Regions from separate parts of the Mus musculus genome. Here region 1 is linked to region 2. The links are chromatin contacts, called in public HiChIP or PLAC-seq maps. All regions are on one chromosome and are shown on one strand. The core of a region is the stretch at or near the end of the contact, and the rest is flanking DNA. Distances in the headings are between cores, read along the strand shown. Region 1 overlaps Dapk1 (death associated protein kinase 1). Region 2 has its middle 25 kb from the start of Gm19866.

Region 1 (5,409 bases), core at 1,792-4,291, 790 kb after region 2:
AGCAGTGGAAAGAAGAGGAGAGACTTTTGTGAGGTTACTGTTTTCAGTGAGGAGAGGGCGGAGAAGTGTGTTATTGTATGGATTTCCCTTTTCTGCGAAGTTTTAGAGAATTGGTCGCTCATCCTAGCGAAGCTGACAGTGTTCATTGAATGACTACATAATGACAGCAGTTCAGAGGGATCATGGCAGGGGCCCTGGATGTTCCACAGAAAGCTGGACACAGTATTAGCAGTCATGCAGGCTCACTGAGTGCCAGTGTGCTGGACACAGCATTAGCGGTCTCTGTGTGTGCTCTCACTGCAGAGTTCGGTGAGCGCCATACCTCAGGTCTGTTCATTTTTATGACTCTGACAAGCAAGAGGAAAATGGCAGTTTAAGAAAAATGATGCATGGGGTTGGGAGATGGCTCAGTCAGTGAAGGACCTGAATTATATCACTAGAACCTACATCAAATACCTGGGTATGGCAATGTGTGCTTGTTAGCTCAGCAGTGGGGAGGCAGAGACAGCTAACCCTAACCCTAACCCTAACCCTAACCCTAACCCTAACCCTAACCCTAACCCTAACCTTAACCCTAACCCTAACCCTAACCCTGCGACTTGGTGACCAGCCAGCTTAGCCTACTTGGTGAGTTCTAGGCCATGGAGAGACCCATGTGTGGCAGTTTGAATAAGAATAGCTCCCATAGACTCAGATAGATATGGCCCTGTTGAAGGAAGTGTGACACTGGGGGTAGGCTTTGAGGTTTCAAAAGCCCATGCCAACCCAGTCTCTCTTCCTTGCTCTTGGCCTGTGGGTCAGGGTGTCGTTCTCCGCTATTGCTCCTGCACCCTGAGTGCTGCAGTGTTCCCAACATGCTCCCCACCCACTGTCACGATAATGAACTAAACTTCTGAAACTGCGAGCAAGCCCACAGTTACACATTTTCCTTTGTAAGAGTTGCTTCGGCCCTGCGGTGGTGGCGCACGCCTTTAATCCCAGCACTTGGGAGGCAGAGTCAGAGGCAGAGGCAGAGGCAGGTGGATTTCTGAGTTCGAGGCCAGCCTGGTCTACAGAGCAAGTTCCAGGACATCCAGGGCTACACAGAAACCCTATCTCAAAAAACCAACCAACCAAACAAAACAAAACAAACAAAAAAAGAATTGCTTCGGTCACAGCGCATCTTCACAGCAGTAGAACAAAGACCAAGAAACCATGTTTCAAAAGGAAAAAGAAAATAGTGGATGGTAACTGAAGTTATTCTGTAGCCTGCACACATACGTGCACACACAGAGGCATGCACACTTGCATACGTGTTCACCCACATAAATATGAACAAGCATATACACACAAGAAGTGTGACACGGGGAGAGAGGACACGCTTTCCTGTGCTGTAAAACCTGTGTGTAGAGATAATCCCACCTTTGATTCTCACGACTGCTCCAGGGGTCAGAATACTTGCTTCCTCTTCCTTGACCACCTCAGAAACTTGCTCACACCTGCTTCCACACTGAAGCTGGACACCTATGGATTGCCTTGTAGACTGCTGTGTGTGAACCGTTGTCCTCTCTTTTAGAGCCTTACGCTAGCGTGCAGGAACCAGTGTTGATCTCAACAGGAGTTCATGGAGAAGGTTGTATGGAGACTTGGCCCAGGCCTCCAGGCATACAAATGCTTCTTGCAGTGTGCCTGATATGAGTTGACTTCTATAGGAAAGGTGGCAGAATATATTTATAAAGGAAACCGTCTTAGTGCCATACAGGGCTTGAAAAAGTTAACTCTCTGTCCCCTCCCAGCCCCCCGACACCACATTGGTTTTCTGTTTTGTCATAGTCACTCTTCTGCTTTCATGCCATGCATATAACACATACTTTCATGCAGGCCCTCACCTCCTCCCTACCTCACACATTTAGACTTTACACGTGAGAGAGAGCATAAAATGTTTGACTTTCTGAGCCTGTCTTATTTTGCTTAGCATGATCTCTAGTTTCATTTTCCTGCCCGTGACCCAATTTTCCATTTTTTTAAAAAATATAGCTGAATACAACTCCTCTGTATGTATGCACCCCATTTCTTTCTCCGTTTACCTGTTGATGAGTGTCGAGGCTGGTACTGTGATTTGGCTGCTGTGATGATTGCAGTTGAGAATGTGGCTGCGCGAGTGTCTCTGTGGTATAATGTGGCATGATGACTTATGCATTCCTTGAGAGATGTCCCCAGGACTGACATAGAAGCTTTTTAAAAAAAATTATGCGGTGTTGCTGTGTGTGTGTTTGTGAGTCTGTTTGTGTATATGTGCATGTGTGTGCATGCATGCCTGTGTGCCATGTCAACGTGTGGAGGTCGGAGGAGAACTGGCAGGAATCATCCCGACTTCCGTCCTGTGCATACGGTGGATCAAGCTCAGGTTGCAGGTTTTGCACCAAGTGCCCTTCTCTGCTGCGGCCTCTTGCTGGAATAGTCGTTTTTTAAGGAGCCTCCATCCTGATTTTCAATGTAGCCTCCCAGGCGTACACTCCCACCAGCAATGAATCAGGGTTCCTTTTTGCCCACATCTTCATTAGCATTTGTGGCCACTTGTTTTTGGTGATAGCCGTTCTGACTGGGATGAGATGGAATCTTAATGTCGTTTTCATTTGACAGCCAGGGAAGGGTGTTGAACACATGCTCAAGTCTTTCTCGGACACTGGTATTTATACTTTCGGGAGCGGTCTGTTTAGCTCATTTGCCCATTTGTTGATTGTTTGATCTGTTTTATATTTTAGTTTTTAATTTCTGAGTTTGTTATACTCTAGATGATTGTCCCCTGTCATTTTTATAACTGGTGAAGATTCTCTCCCATCCTGTAAACTGTCTCTTCTGTTCCCTTCGTTGATTTTCATACATTTGAAGGAACGTTATCCTGGGTGCACAGCCTGGCCCTCCCAGACCCTCCCAGTTCCCATCTGGTGATTAGGGTGCTGAATTAGCTGTGGTTTACATCCCTCCTACCTCAGAAGGATCTCGTCTACTTCCCATCTATAAATACTGTGCTGTGTCCCAGTTTTATATTATAGCTATAAAATTAGCTTCAGGCTGTGTTGCTGTACACAACAGCCGCTCCTTGTTTGTAGCCACTGAGTGCTTGTACTGGGCTGTGCTGTGAGTGCTAAGTGTGCAACAGAGGGACGGGGGTGGGGGTGGAGAATGCAGGGCATGACGGTGCATGAGGTTGAGGCAGATGGGTCTCTGTGAGCTTAGCTTACCTAAGCACGACATTAATGAGACCCTGTCTAGAAAAATAAATAAATAAAAATAGAAAGAAATCTCATCGTGTCTAAATGTGTGAGTGATGGTATTTTACTGGAATAAAATGTGTTATTGAAGTTAGTCTGGCCTGTATTCTTTTGCTTTACTGAAGCGGGGACTACAGAATTTTAAACTGCACAGACCGTCTGCGCTTGTGGCTTATTGTGTATTTCTGTCAGGCAGCTCTGTCCTGAAGCCATTGCATTTATAGATGTTTGTCTTAAAACTTAAGTGTGTGTGTGTGTGTGTCCCGGTGACGAAGGCGGCATAGCTGTCCTCCATTTTCCTACAATGATATGGAGACAATATGGTTAGGCAAGTTTTCTAAGTAGATAACTGACACTACTGGGGCGTTGTATAGGTCAGTGTAGATACTGGATTAGCTTCACAGTAAGAGGGATGTTTCAGGGGTTTTGTTGTGTGAGATTTAACTGCATGTGTTTAAGGGAGTCAGAACGTGAATAAGTGCGGATTTCAATTCCATTTTATCCAGATGTCACTGACTGTTTTGAGTCAGTGAGATAGTGGCTGCACATCCTATCATCCATCCATCCATCCACCTCTCTATATATCTGTCTATGCATGAATGTATGTATGTATGTATGTAATCTATCTATTCTAGCTGTCTGTCTATCTATCTATCCATCTACTTATCTCTATATATCCATCTATCAGTGCATGCATGCATCCATCCATGTATGCATATTTATATGTGTATATATCTGTGTGCTGTCTATGTATGTATGTATCAATCCATGTATGCATGTATGTTTGTTTGTATTTATGTATCTGCTTGTCTGCTGTCTCTCTCTCTTTCTCTCTCTCTCTCTCTCTCTCTCTCTCTCTCTCTCTCTCTCTCAGACAAGGCCACTCGAGGCCCAGGATGATCTTGAACGCCACACCCTCCTACCTCCACTACTCTGAAGGGCTAAAATGACCACTGAGCTCTGTGTACACACTGCTGTGGTTGGTGTATACTAGGCAAGCACTCTGCACACTGACCTTCATCCCAGCACTGACGTCCAACATTCTAAATATGATTCCAGTGCCCCTGATACATGGCTTTCTGCTGTCTCTGTGCCTGTTTCCTTTTAATAGTCTAAGGCGGTAATGATGGTGATAAAAAATAATAAAAACTAATAATCCTACCCAATTATTGTTCTCTTTAGTGGCTGGGCCTGTCAATCAGACATCAACACTAAGTTGGGTTTGGGATTCCACGGCCCAAGACTGAACTGCCCACTCTGCCAGCACTAGAGTTTACTGAGGTGAAAGCTGAGGTTCCTGCTTCTGTGTTTCGGGTTTTTCATCCATGGTACAGCTGGAAACGTTCTCCTTTACCGGAAGTACAAAGTTTGGGAGTTCTTGTACTGCTCATAGCTCTGCAAGTCACTACATTCAGCACAGTGGCTTAAACGTGAGCTCCTAAGCAAGAAGGCTTCTCTGACACAGCCTGCAGAATTTCCTAACAAGGATGGAAAGAAAGCTAGGCCCTCCTCTGTCTCCTTGGCTTGGTTAAGTCTTGCTTCTGATGCCTGGTTTTCTAACTTGAGATATTCTCAGCAGAACAGTATTTGGATTTTTCCAGTACATAATAAATGTTGTTCCTGAATGATTACCTCACAGCAGGTGGTTACATCACCATTACCTCACAGCAGGTGGTTACATCACCATTACCTCACAGCAGGTGGTTACATCACCATTACCTCACAGCAGGTGGTTACATCACTATTACCTCACAGCAAGTGATTACATCACCATTACCTCACAGCAGGTGGTTACATCACCATTACCTCACAGCAAGTGATTATATCACCATTACCTCACAGGAGGTGGTTACATCACCATTACCTCACAGGAGGTGGTTACATCACCATTACCTCACAGCAGGTGGTTACATCACCATTACCTCACAGCAGGTGGTTACATCACCATTACCTCACAGCAGGTGGTTACATCACCATTACCTCACAGCAGGTGGTTACATCACCATTACCTCACAGCAGGTGGTTACATCACCATTACCTCACAGCAGGTGGTTACATCACCATTACCTCACAGGAGGTGGTTACATCACCATTACCTCACAGCAGGTGATTACATCACCATTACCTCACAGCAGGTGATTACATCACCATTACC
Region 2 (5,310 bases), core at 188-2,687:
CTTTCTCTCTCTCTCTCTCTCTCTCTCTCTCTCTCTCTCTCTCTCTCTCTCTGTGTGTGTGTGTGTGTGTGTGTGTGTCTGTCTATCTGTCTGTCTGTCTGTCCCCATCTAACTTTGAGGATATTCTGAAAAGTGAAGACTAGACTCACACCAGAGCTCTCTGCTGCCTCTGGGGAAAAGGTGCCTTCACCTTAGAGTTGGTCCTGGGTGCACATTTTGTTTCTTTCTCAAATATTCATGTATTTTTATTTCAGATTCCCAGCATTTCTGTCAAAGGCTCATGTCCTCCTCTCCTCCTGTCTTGAACTTTTAACTCCAGAGCCTCTGAGGCCAAATAAGTATCACACCCATGGCTAGAGTTAATGTTAGAGTTAGGAAGAGTTCAGCTCCTGGGTATGTTTTTTTTTTTTTTTGTGGTTTATGATTGCTATTCATATCATAGGGTGTTAGTAACCACAGAGACAAGACACTGTAGAGCCATATAATGTGAGCACACATAGACACACACACACACATACATACACACACACACATGCACACACACTTATACACACATATACACACACATATACACATACACACACACCTATACACACACATATACACACACATACACACATACATACACAGACACGCATATACAGCCACATACACACACATATACACACATACACAGACACATACACACAGACACATACATATACAAATATACACACACACACACACCAATATATACAAATACACACACACACAGAGCACAATTATAACTAATTCTTTATGTTTGAAGGTATGTATTTATCAGAGTTAAATTTCCCACAGTGAGATAGCTCACCATGAGAAAAAACAATTACAGTTACTGAAAATCATTTTTCTTAGACCCATTTAAAGAAGCACAGGGATGTCTTTGCAGCAGAAAATACAGTGGATACAGGAGACAGGGTATGCAAAGCCCTGAAAGCAAGCCATGTGGCATAGGAGGGCAGGAGATTTTAAATACTCTTAGGTCAGGCTAACTTGTTCTAGGCTAAGAACAGAATCCAAACATGGCTAAACCAGAATACTCAGACCTCTTTACAAAACGTATGTGGATAACATTATTTTTTGGAGAGATTATGGGAAGTGACTTTCTTGTTAATACAATTATTTGGGATTACGGCTCAATCCTGGCATTACCAGTGAGATTTTGAGATACCGGGAGGAGAGTTTTTGCTGTGTGTGTTACAGCCCCAGTTCACAGATCAGCACGAAGGCTCTTCCACAGAGAAGAAAAAGTGGTCAAAGTTTGTAAGACTGACCCTAAACTGAGCACAATTCGCCCTTTACAGAGGGGGGATTTTTTTTTCTTTTTGTCTTTTGTTTTCCTCTGTGCCACAAGGTGGCGGTGATCACATTCTCAAACAACCATCTGCCTCAGCTAAAATGAAGCCATGAAGTGGCAAAGTTTGATGTAATCTGCATCAGGAATGGAACCAGTATGTTCACAGTGGAAGGCCGGCACGGTTGCTATGGGAACGTCTCTCTCAATCAGCTTCCTTAACCCCTCAGGAGATAAATGGAAATGACCAATAGCCTTGTGGAAGGACTTCCTGCCATGAGGTTCTGCCTGTCCTCCACAGTGGGACCTCTGCCTGAGACCACAGAATGGGTTCTCCTTCTCTGCTACCGTCCTGTAGTTGTATCAGGGGTAGATAAGAAGCAGCCTTTGGCATTTATGGTTGGACACACAATGTGCTACTAGAGGAAGAGCTGTTTAAAAGATTCATAAGGACTGTACTGAGAGAGCAAGGAGTCACAGAGTCCCACACACTAACTTAAGGCCACTTATCTTTTTGTACCTAGAAGGACAACTCCCCTGGGTGTCACAGAGTGCACCTGAATGGTTATATCAGTACCTCTTAAAATGTAGGTGTGACATCTCTGCATCCTCGGGACAAGCGGAGGCATGCTGGTGACTTCATAGCCATCTTTTCAGACTCTATTGATATTTTCTAAATTCTGAGGGGAGAAAGACATTTCTAAATAAGGATCCATGTTCCCTCTCTCCAGGCTTAGCCAAGTTGGATTATCCTGTGTAAATTATTCAGGGACCCCCCCCCCCCACACACACACACACACACACGCACACACGTACACACTTAGCTACAAGGTCTGAATCCACATCTCTCCCCTGAAAGGGTTGGGTCAGGCACTTGGCAGCAGAATGGCAGTAAGCATCAGCTGGCATGCCAGCTTCACCTCAGGTCCCCATGTGGTACCCGTGAGGAGGGAAGGCTGCTTCTCCACCAGCCCAGTTGCCAGCTTCTTTTGTAGTCTCATGGGAAACACGAGAATGCGGTTGATGAAGGTTCCATCTGAGGTTTTATCTGGATCCCTGGGTAAAAGCGTAGTTACCCATATCTCTAATTTTAAACGAGATGTTTTTGAGGCGTTGCTATGTAGCCTAGGTTGGCTTCAAGATGATAATCCTCCTGCCTCACCCTTCTAAGTACTGAGATAACTGACGTACACTATCATATCCTGACTATCGAGGCCTTCATGGAGTAAAAATGTTTACTGCTCTTCCTCGCCAGGAACCATGAACTGTGTTTATTCTCTGACTGTTGAATACTCCATAGCTGATAAACAGCGGGCACCCTCCTCACACACAGAGGGAAGGAGATTCTAACACTTGGTCTTGATGTCAATATGACACTCCTTGAAGACTTTTCTAGTCTCTTTGGTTTGCTCCTTACAGGGCATGACCCACAGAGGTCACGGCCATTCCCATTTTACAGATGGGGAGACTGAGGCAGTGACAAAGCAAGAGGGTTGTCTGCCCCTGTGCTGAGCTTCAGTCTCCATTTACTTCCCTGGGAATGCTTGCGTGGCATGTAACTTGCAACTGGCACTGGCGTAGCTTTGCCCTTTCTTTTACTGATCTTCTTTAGTATTGGGTGTACAGTGCTTAAATGAGTTGATAGGAGCACTGAACAGTGATAATGGGGTGTGGTAGATACCTAAGTGTTCAATGAATGAATGGGACAGAAATGCCTTTGCTCCCGGTCTCCCTGAGCTGTTGCAGCATGGTTGTGGTTTCCACAACAGTATGTTCAGAGCAGAGCAAGAGGTTTCTGGGTAGTAGTGACAGCTCCCACGGGACTGTGTCCTTTCCCAGAACGATATGTTCTGTTGGCTGGAACAGCCCTTATGGTACCGATGACTACATAGGTACCTATAGATGTATAGGCCTGGTGGAGCCTATCGAGGGGAAGTAGTAAGCATTGTCCTCCACGCGCTGGGCATCTTAAATAGGAGGCACGAGGTGGCAGTGCCCACAGTAGGAGTCTACTAGGCCCCACTGGGATTTCCGCGCAGACCTTGGCTTCTGATGGAGATACTTAAGGAGCCTGTCTCTCATTTCCTTCCTTTCAGTCAGACTCAGGGACTTTGTTAGTCAAGAGTGAGAGATGACGTGTCTCAGGCAGAATGGAGGGTGTCAGGCCTGAGAGGTCCCCTTTTCAGTTATCTGAGGTGGAAAGCAATCTATTTCCTTCTGAATTTTCCACAGCAGCAGGCTCGTTAGGCCCGGGTCTGTCAGAATAGGTTCCTGCTTCATCTATAGAGGTGGTTGATAATGCCCAGTTCGGTCTAGACAGGGTGTGAGACGGGGAGTGGCTTCTCAGATAAGCCATGGAGGGCTGCTCTTGGGTCTTCTGGGTATTAGCGGTTGTTTTTACAATACAACTGTGAAAACAGAGTGATCCCCTTTGCTCCCTCAGCAGAGCCCGCTCCTTGTTCCCTGTCCCCACCCCTCCAGGTCTCAGCCTCCATGGGTGGCTTGAGGATTATGTCCAGATACTTTAAGCCCCTCAAACAAGCATGATCTCTCACCTACAGTTCTCTATTTTAACTTAAGAACAATCTGCCTTTCTTTAATTATTGGGGATGTATATTTACTGTCTATTTAGAGGGAGGTGAGTGAACAGGTGGGACCCGGCAGCACCATGAAACTACCTCAGCAGCCAAGCGGCAACTGTGGCCTGCTGTGCCCTGGCTTCTGAATTCTCACACGAAGCACTTTTACTGCATGCACGGTTGACTCGCTGATCAATGGATCCTGGCAGCTATAAACATTTTATGGCTGTCTGTGACAATATGACTCCTAGGCCCCTAGAGGAGTCTATGCAGACAGGGCCTTAGGAGGAGGAGGAGAAGTTTTGCTCCCGGGGGAGGGGGTGCAGCTCCCAGAGGCCAGATCAAAACCAGGCGAGGGGTTGAGTTACTCACTCAGGGGCTTCCCACTGTCGAAGACAGAAAGGTGTCCGAGGTCCAGCAGTGTTCCCAGGTTGAGAGTGTTTATTTGTTCCCAGTCATTGCAACAATTCTAAGGATGATTTGACTGGCATTCCTTTGGGGACACTGAAGGTTAGTGGCTTGCCTATCTCCTGTTCTCTCTCAGTGCCTGAGAAATTAGCCCTTGAACTCTGGTCAGATGACACATGATACATGAGGCTGATGACCCCCATAGAAAAGCAAGACCCAACTGTGCCTTTATTTTGTTAGAAACCTCGAGTCTTTTCTGACTGACCCCTATGAACGCTTGAGGTGTGTACTCACTTTTACTCTGAGTTGAAAAACAGCAAGGGCTTTGTAATGCCAGGTTTTAGTGTGCAGTCACAACTGGAGGGCAGGGTTGTGAGTGCAGAAGGACAACAGGAAGGAGTGAAAGGTGTGTGCTCACGAGGCACGCCGAGCCTTATGTCATGTGAGCTCGCTGCGTTTTCTCTTGGAAACCACAGAGAGACCTTCGAAAGTTAATCATCGAGCCATGAGGGGGCAGCTGATGTCATGAGTTTCCAGTGGCCAGCATTGCCACAGTCACAGACATCTCTCTGTTTGCCTACCCAAAGGCTTACAACAAAACAACTCACAAGCCATGTGTTCTGAGGGTTTCTCTTTGTTCTATGAAACTCAAGAGTAGAAGTCGTAGAAGGAGAAGCGTCTTGTGCAGTGTTAGGCGTTGTCATTGTGGAGACCGCCAGCCTATAATCATTATGTAACCCAGGCTGGTCCTGATATCATGATCTTCCTGTGTCAGCCTCTCAAGTCCTGGAATTACAGGTGTGAACTACAGAGCCCAGCTTTGTACCTTCTGGATCTTTCTATTCATGTGTTTCTCTCAGATCTGTACTGGGCGAATGGTTTTGTCTGAATAGCGACACAGTGCTATGAACTTGATGAATATGTATGTATGTATGTGTGTGTATATGTATATGTATGTATATACATGTGTGTATATATGTATGTGTGTATGTATATATGTATGTATAT

The links. HiChIP or PLAC-seq counts read pairs in DNA pulled down with a chosen protein or histone mark.
Region 1: an H3K27ac HiChIP or PLAC-seq map of VIP interneurons shows a contact between it and region 2, with 6 times the contacts expected there. The contact joins two enhancer-like sites. A contact is called at or near these places in 3 of 115 datasets of contacts at active chromatin or transcription factors (VIP interneurons, embryonic basal ganglia and microglia).

What each region holds. Positions count from the first base shown.
Region 1 is chr13:60,676,085-60,681,493 of GRCm38.p6, forward strand. All of the region lies in intron 2 of Dapk1 (death associated protein kinase 1), which reads left to right. Among named protein-coding and RNA genes, the nearest start is that of Gm35540, 7.2 kb to the right of the region's middle. Within about 2 kb of position 3,042, at least 13 of the 459 cell types and tissues checked have an H3K27ac peak or open chromatin away from gene starts, as enhancers often do. A contact at or near this core is called in VIP interneurons, where this site is marked.
Region 2 is chr13:59,888,409-59,893,718 of GRCm38.p6, forward strand. No RefSeq gene overlaps it. Among named protein-coding and RNA genes, the nearest start is that of Gm19866, 25 kb to the right of the region's middle. Within about 2 kb of position 1,438, at least 62 of the 459 cell types and tissues checked have an H3K27ac peak or open chromatin away from gene starts, as enhancers often do. A contact at or near this core is called in VIP interneurons, where this site is marked.